Linked DNA regions of Cyprinus carpio: region 2 is linked to region 1. Evidence: chromatin contacts called from public Hi-C data. All regions are on one chromosome and are shown on one strand. The core of a region is the stretch at or near the end of the contact, and the rest is flanking DNA. Distances in the headings are between cores, read along the strand shown.

The links. A called contact is a pair of places that touch in the nucleus more often than the background predicts.
Region 2: a contact with region 1 is called in a Hi-C map of liver, with 5 times the contacts expected there. The contact joins the promoter of LOC109073999 here to the enhancer-like site in region 1. A contact is called at or near these places in 3 of 8 Hi-C or Micro-C datasets (liver and skeletal muscle).

Annotation. Positions count from the first base shown.
Region 1 is chrA2:7,782,561-7,786,454 of ASM1834038v1, reverse strand. No RefSeq gene overlaps it. Among protein-coding and RNA genes, the nearest start is that of LOC109073999, 37 kb to the left of the region's middle. Within about 2 kb of position 1,679, at least 1 of the 8 cell types and tissues checked has an H3K27ac peak or open chromatin away from gene starts, as enhancers often do. A contact at or near this core is called in liver, where this site is marked.
Region 2 is chrA2:7,819,907-7,823,800 of ASM1834038v1, reverse strand. It overlaps LOC109073999 (CDK5 and ABL1 enzyme substrate 1-like), which reads left to right and starts at 2,072. Exons shown (of 8, transcript XM_042771193.1): 1 at 2,072-2,839. The coding sequence starts at 2,298.

The DNA of each region.
Region 1 (3,894 bases), core at 430-2,929:
ACTTTGAACGTGGAATGGTTGTTGGTGCCAGACAGGCTGGTCTGAATATTTCAAAAACTGCTGATCTACTGGGATTTTCAGCACAACCATCTCTAGGGTTTACAGAGAATGGTCCAAAAAAGAGAAAATATCCAGTGAGAGGCAGTTGTGTGGACGAAATGCCTTGTTGATGTCAGAGGTCAGAGGAGAATGGGCAGACTGGTTAGAGATGATAGAAAGGCAACAGTAACTCAAATAACCACTCGTTACAACCAAGGTATTCAGAATACCATCTCTGAATGCACAACACATCAAACCCTGAAGTAGATGGGCTACAGCAGCAGAAGACCACACCGGGTGCCGCTCCTGTCAGCTAAGAACTGGAAACGGAGGCTACAATTCTCACAGGCTCACCAAAATTGAACAATAGAAGATTAGATTGGAAAAACGTTGCCTGGTCTGATGAGTCTTCATTTCTGCTGTGACATTCAGATGGTAGGGTCAGAATTTGGCGTAAAGAACATGAAAGCATGGATCCATCCTGCCTTAGTACCAATTGAGCATCGTTTAAACGCCTCAGGCTACCTGAGTATTGTTGTTGACCATGTCCATCCCTTTATGACTACAGTGTCCCCATCTTCTGATGGCTACTTCCAGCAGGATAATGCACCATGTCACAAAGCTCAAATCATCTCAGACTGGTTTCTTGAACATGACAATGAGTTCACTTTACTCAAATGGCCTCCACAGTCACCAGATCTCAGTCCAATAGAGCAGCTTTGGGATGTAGTGGAACAGGAGATTTGCATCATGTATAAACACCCTACAAACCAACAGCAAAAGAGCAATACTATCATTTCAAAAATTAACAAAATCACCAAAAAAGTGAACCAACACCTTGTTGAATCTATGCCACAAAGAATTAAGACAGTTCTGAAGGCAAAAGGGGGTCCAACCAGGTACTAGCAAGGTGTACCTAATAAAGTGGCCAGTGGGTGTATATATACACGTGTGCATGTGTGTATCTGTCAGAATTTGAAGCAAAACACAGTTCTTAGTCAAATGGGTATAAATATCAAGTCACTAATATTTTGTAAAAAGAACTTCAGAGCAGCAGCCAAAGCATCAGATGGGCTCTGGAAATGTTGTTCCCATAGCTCTGATGCAATCGAGAAAAAGGGTTTCTAGCAGAGAATGAATTCTGACACAGCTCCAAGGTAAACAAGGCCCCGGTCACACCAGTCTCATGCAGCGATAAAAACAAACACATGGGCCTAACTGCGGACACGGCGTATGTAGCTTAGCCCTCCCCATTCACCAACTAATTCCCCCTTCAGCCAACAATAAAAGCCCTTTCCTGATTTGAAATTCCTGTATCTTTCCTGGACACGTGTTGGTCACCCTCATTGTGGAGAAATATGTGTAATTCATCAAAGTATGCATGCGTCCATTCGCTTCCTTTTCAAATGCTCGGAATTTTGGCTGAGGTGGCAATTCATCTCCTTCCTCTGGCTGCAGTGACTCAGTTTTACCCTCTTGGTTCCGCTCCATGTGCTCATAAGGCAGTTTGTAAACAAGGAAGTGTTTGAAAGCATTTTCAATAGGCCTAACTGAATGTGGCCTTGTGAAGTTTGGCCAGAGGTGGCTCTGAATGAAACGACACATACACGCTTCCCGGGAAAGTGCTGGAGATGGGCCGACGAATCTGATCCTGGCCTCCTGGACTTGAGATGGCTATCTTATTGGCTATCCGGTTCCTTTCACTCCACCTGTGGCCTGTTCTCCTGTCAAATGACCCCAGTAACTGTGAGCCAATGACGGAAAAAGAAGACACTGAATTCCAGACGCTTATTTATTAATGGTGCTTTGAAATCTTTTGGGCTCCACATTACAGATCCCGAGTTCTAGTCCATTTTATTTAGAAGACGGAAAAGGTAGACGAATATGTTTGCCATTTGGATTTGAATTAATGGTTAAAAATAGATATAAAAATAGAATAGGAAAAATAGAAGGAAATACAAATAAATAATGCCTGGTTTTTAACCTAATAATTATGGATAATAATGCTGATAATAATGCTGCCTTTTATATAGCTACTATATTTTTATTTTGATATTTGCAGTTTTCATACTTTATTATTTATTTATTTATTTATTAAAGAATGAATCAGTTTTTTTTTTTATTGGACTTTGTTTCGAACTATAGGGCCCTTGCAGCACAATTAAAATATAAAAATATAAATATTAAAATATTACAAATATTCAGTATTATAAGTTTGCAAATTGTGGTGCCATATTACAAGTTGGGTTATTGCATTTCTTAAGATGATGGGTGTGATTGGTGAACATTGCCTGTGCAAGTGGAACATTTATATAATCAGCGTACGCAGATGTGAAGTTTATGACTGTGTGTTGCCCTTTAACCCCTAATGAACCACCAATACAAATAACAACGTTCAGAGTGACACCAGACAGTCCCTTTAGTGGCTTTTCAATGTATAAATATAAGCTGGCTTTAAACTGCAAGAATTGCCATGGTCAGAAAGTGGGAGGCAGAAGTAAGACTTCTACATCCTTTGGAACAAAACTTAGCACTTTTGTAATGTGAACTAATTTTGTTGAGATGTTACTTTTTATACAGAGCAAAACACCATACTTCCTAACTACTGCTGTTGGCTAGTGGGGGTCTCAAAAGGGACATTTAAAATGCTTACATAAAAAATTAGAACCTTGTCTTTACTGCAAGCCTAAACCAGAGGAAATCAATATTTCATTGTCTCTCCACCACATGGGGCAAGACAGAAACATATTAATAAATCATGAATTGGCAGCTAGTATGACAACAACTCTTTGGAGGCAGTCAGCTCAGGTCAGACACTGCCATAGCTTTTGATCCGTAGGATGTCTAGTATGACTCTTTTATCAGTATTATCATGTTTGTGTTTTAACATAACATTACATAACATTCTTTTTTTCAAAGCCCATTAATGCCCTTGACTGTGTGCACAACAAACGATCATCTCAAGTGTTCAGGCAGATTTACTTTTTTTTAATAAAAGAATGCAGAATGGTGAATTTGTAATGTAATTTGTAATTACAGAACTGATATAAGGATGCGTGTAGATTATTTTATTTTCTCAGTTTGGCAGTTCAGATGAGAGTATGTGGCGCCACCGCTCGGTTAAAATAAAAACAGCAATTTGCCGAGTACCTAATTAGAATTGATTGCAAAATATTGCTGATAAATCATTGTCTGACAATGATAAAATTTCGGCAATTATGTCATGTGTGCTTTCTATTCTATGTTTAGAATCAAAACAAGCGATGCCATATTTGAGAATTGATCGTTCTAATTGGTCAAACGAGTTTGCAAAAAGTTCTAAAATTGTTCATGATTCAGATTGATTCTTTCGGGCAGTTCACTCAGGCACCTGAATCGTTTGTAGCTTTTTCACACTGAAATGGTGACTTTATATGCTAAATCTATTATTATTATTATTATTATTATTATAAATAAATAAATAAATAAATAAATAAATAAAACCGTCGCTCACAGGCAAATTAATTAATCAGAACAAAATAGAAATGCAGCCGCACCTGCAACTGCCAATAAAATAAAATTGACAATATATTAAAAGTGCATAAATGTGTATCATTAAAGGTGTTATATTGAACCTGCTTCAATTTTAAGCATATGCCATGCCACACTATTGCAATATTTTTCTTCTTAAAACTCAGATGAGCAGTGATTTTAAGTGTCTACATCAGAATACAGTCCACGTCTATGCAAACTTATCTTTGTTAAAAAAAAAAAAAAAAAAAATTTTGCCTCAGACACATTCAATAGTATTACCCCCACCACATTCATGAGTTACAAAACCACTTTTAGCAGCCTTTCTGAAGCTACATCATGTCA
Region 2 (3,894 bases), core at 823-3,322, 37 kb before region 1:
ATCTGTCATTACCATAACGTGGTTAACTCAGCATGTTAGAATAATGTCATTGACCTGAGTGCTTCTGACCGAGGGAGGTTATCAGTGGGGAAGAAGTCTGACCAGATGACAGAGCAAAGGGACCACCCACTCTTACTGGAGCATGGATGTTGTAGTCCACATTTACATGAATCTCCTTCATTAAGTTGGCCAAATCAGTGGAAAATGATATAAATGGCGATATCATTTGTCATACATACATACATATACAGTATATAGAAATAGTTGAACAATAATTTTTACAGAAACAATTGTTTTACACAGAGTTTATTATGTTTAATGTACAGTAGGCTACATGTAAAAATAAAAGTGTATATTTTAGGTGCTATGATTTATATGTTGTTGTTGTTTTTTTCTTTTTTCACAATTTTAAAACTGCTTTTGCCCTTCACTTACGTTGTTGTGCAGTATGACAAATTTGTTTTTAAAGTACAAATATTTCATGCAGTCCGTTTATTCGAGCTCATAAAACTATGTTTTAGATGGGAGTAACTATCCGACCATGTAACCAGCTGTGCACATGACATAAAAACCGCAATCTTCCCAATTTGCATCACTCTTTTCACCTCATTTGCTTCATAAACGCCTACTGAGTGCTAGGAATCTGATTGAGAAAGAATTCCGGAGTATCTGTTACAAACGGCAAATGAACTTGGATCTCAAATATTTCACCACTGGTTTATATCACCTCCCTCATTCATTTCATCACGGAAATCTATCTATTAGGCTACACTCTGGCACCATCTAGTGAACATCTCAAAGAAATCCTTCGCAATCATAATCGCCACATAACTTCCAGGCATGTGCATATAACTTTATTAAGCACTAGATGGCGGTGTGACTTTGAAAATTACTGCTATCAAACAGACAATCTTTAAAATAATAATAATAATAATAATAATAATAATAATAATAATAATAATAATAATAATAAATAAAAAATAGCCAGGCTTTTTGTGCAACTAGGAAATCTAGTTGTTCTTGTCATAAATTGTGCCATCAAGTGGAGTTTTGTCATTTCAGCTTAGGTACTTGAGTTGAAGAGGAATCCATTAACACTCACACAGTGTTTTTATAACTCATGTCACGTTCAGTAAATCTATCCCGCCAGACAATCCATCTTAAAATATAAGATATGTTTAGGAGCATGGTTACTGAGCCACACATTTAATGTGCACTTGTGTAGGCCTACTTCATGACTATACTTAAGAACACTTTTAAAAAGTGCACTTTTGTAATCATTTTGACGTAAATGTTTTGCTTAAAATTACAATTTTAAAACATTGTTTTAATAATCTTTAGTCATACATTAATGAAGTGCGCTTATTTTGATGTATTGTCTAACATACTAAGCACATGTATTTGATTTTCATTTTATCTGTTTTTGATATTACACTTAAAGTAAATATCAATAAATTGCAACTTCATCATTACAAATTTGCAATAATTTCAAATATATTTACATAACTGACATACATTTCAATTATATTAAAGTCTTTCGTTGTTGTTGACTTTTATTATTATTTATGATAACATTCTACATCATTCTACACTATCCTCAACCATATTTAACCATATTTCAACGACAACACAATTACATAATACTATAGAATTACTTATAAAGATGTACTTAAGCAGGGTACATCGTTATTGACCCAAGTGAAATTCGATACATAGCCTATATATTAAATGTTTAAAAGTCTTAAGAAGTCTATTTTCAAATGTTTGAATTTAAATTGTATTTTAAGACACAATAACGATATCTAAAAGGACATCGATATCTCGTGCTACCTTGTACCGTTCGTACCTAAAATGTTTACTTTTACGTAATTTTTAATGTCCTGTCCAAGTAGCTCAGAAGGGCGGAGCGAAACTGAAGGCAGAGGGTAAAAACACAGAGGCTGTGTCTCAAAACGTACCGAGCCGCCTACTGTAGACAGCATTTTTAGCAGCGAAAGCGTGCTCAGAACCCGTCGTTCAGCTAAAAGAACTAAACCAACTCTCTGCTGTCTGGTTAGGCGACTCACTAAGTTTTGGAACACCGCCCCCTTCTCACGACTGTCCATTGGCCAGACTGAAGCTCCTGCTTCCACAATACTGCACACACGTGACCCAGTTTTTCTGTACACACACTCACAGTAAAACCCAGCAGGCACTTAAAAGCCAACGCCATGGCTCTTTGACCAGCAATTTCACCCCACATCCAAACAATCACTATGAACCCTCTCCGTTGACAAACACGCACTATCCCACGCGTAATGGCGAGCGCGCTGCAGATGAAGCCCTCCAGTCCGGAGCACACACGGAAGCGCGTAATAGATCCACGGAGACAAGCTGCACTCTCATTCCTCAGCAACATCTCTCTGGACGGACGACCCGTGGAGGATGACGGGGAAAATCAGCCCGAGGATGAGGATAGCCCTAGGACTAGACAGAGCCTGGTTTCTGCAGTGGGCCAGCAGGCATTGGCCGCAGCAGCGAGCCAGGCTCTCAGCAGTGCCCGAGCTGCTGGTTTCCTGGCAGGGATCACGGGTCCCAACGCGGCCGCCGCAGCCGCTGCTGCTGCTCCTCCTCCTCCAGCGTGCGGAGCGGATGCGGAGGAGGATGTGTGCGGCTCTCAGGTGCTCCAGTCCGTGTTCAGCTCCCCCTTTTCAGCAGTGCCACCGGCTACGAGAGGGAGACTTCAGACGTACACTCAGGGAATCCTGCCTGTGTCCTACTCCAGGCAGTCCAGCCAGAACTACTGCGGTCTAGATGGAGGGCAAATAGCCAACTCTGCCCTGGAACTGCAGAGATCCAGGTAACCTTATGCACTGAGATGAGCTCAGGTCATTAATTATAACAGTAATATAGCAAGGTGCTCCATGAAGTATTACCATCCAAGTTGTTCATTTGTGTTATTGCATATGCAAATAAACCAACAAATCTATTAAACTAAGCACACCTGTAGGATTACATTGGTGTTGATGGGTATAAACAATTTGAATCAAGTGCTTTTATCCAACTAATATCAGGGTGATTTCTAGAGGATGTATGAAATCACTTCTCAAGTTCACTTATATGTTAGCAGAGTAACCACAATAAACTAGTACTGTCTTTCTTTAAAATAAATGCAATTTGGGTTGATATTTACTAGTATATTTAATAGAATTACCTTAATATATTTTGTGGTATAAGTGTCCAAATAGTTTTGGGGGGCACTTGTCTGTTTTTGTATTACACACAATTCTTTAATAATGTAAAATTATCATTTAAAATAGTAATACACCAGCAAAGTACTAACATTTGCATTTACACTGTAAAATGAATACTCTAATGTAAAGACACTTATGGCACTTTTCAAACTTAATAAATCCTGACAGTACACAGGTCCCACTTTATATTAGGTATCATTATGGACTTAAAGGTCAGTTGTTGGGTTAATTGTTTGATACAGTATACTATTTGTGTTCATGTTGTATTGCAAAAGTGTTTCACAATGTAGCTATTGAGGTGGGATACAGGTGTGTTCTTAGGAATACACATTATACAAGCTGTGAAGTGAGGGATTACCTAGACTTTATTGGCCCCATTAGACACATTAAACACTATCCCTGAAAAAAAAAACTAATCAATAAACTTCATTCAGACTTTTCTGCAGTACATCATTCATTAATATCCTAAGTGACCTGCATTCTGAGAATACTGCCGATGACAATTTGCAAGGGTGAATTTCTCAGTTCATCTAATGTGTGTGCTAACCAAACATTTTAACAAGAATTTAAATATCTTTACATTTAATGTCAGACAACTTTTTTTAATTTAATCACTTATGTTTTTGATTAATCATTTTTCTGCTTGGCAGCGTTTAAAGAA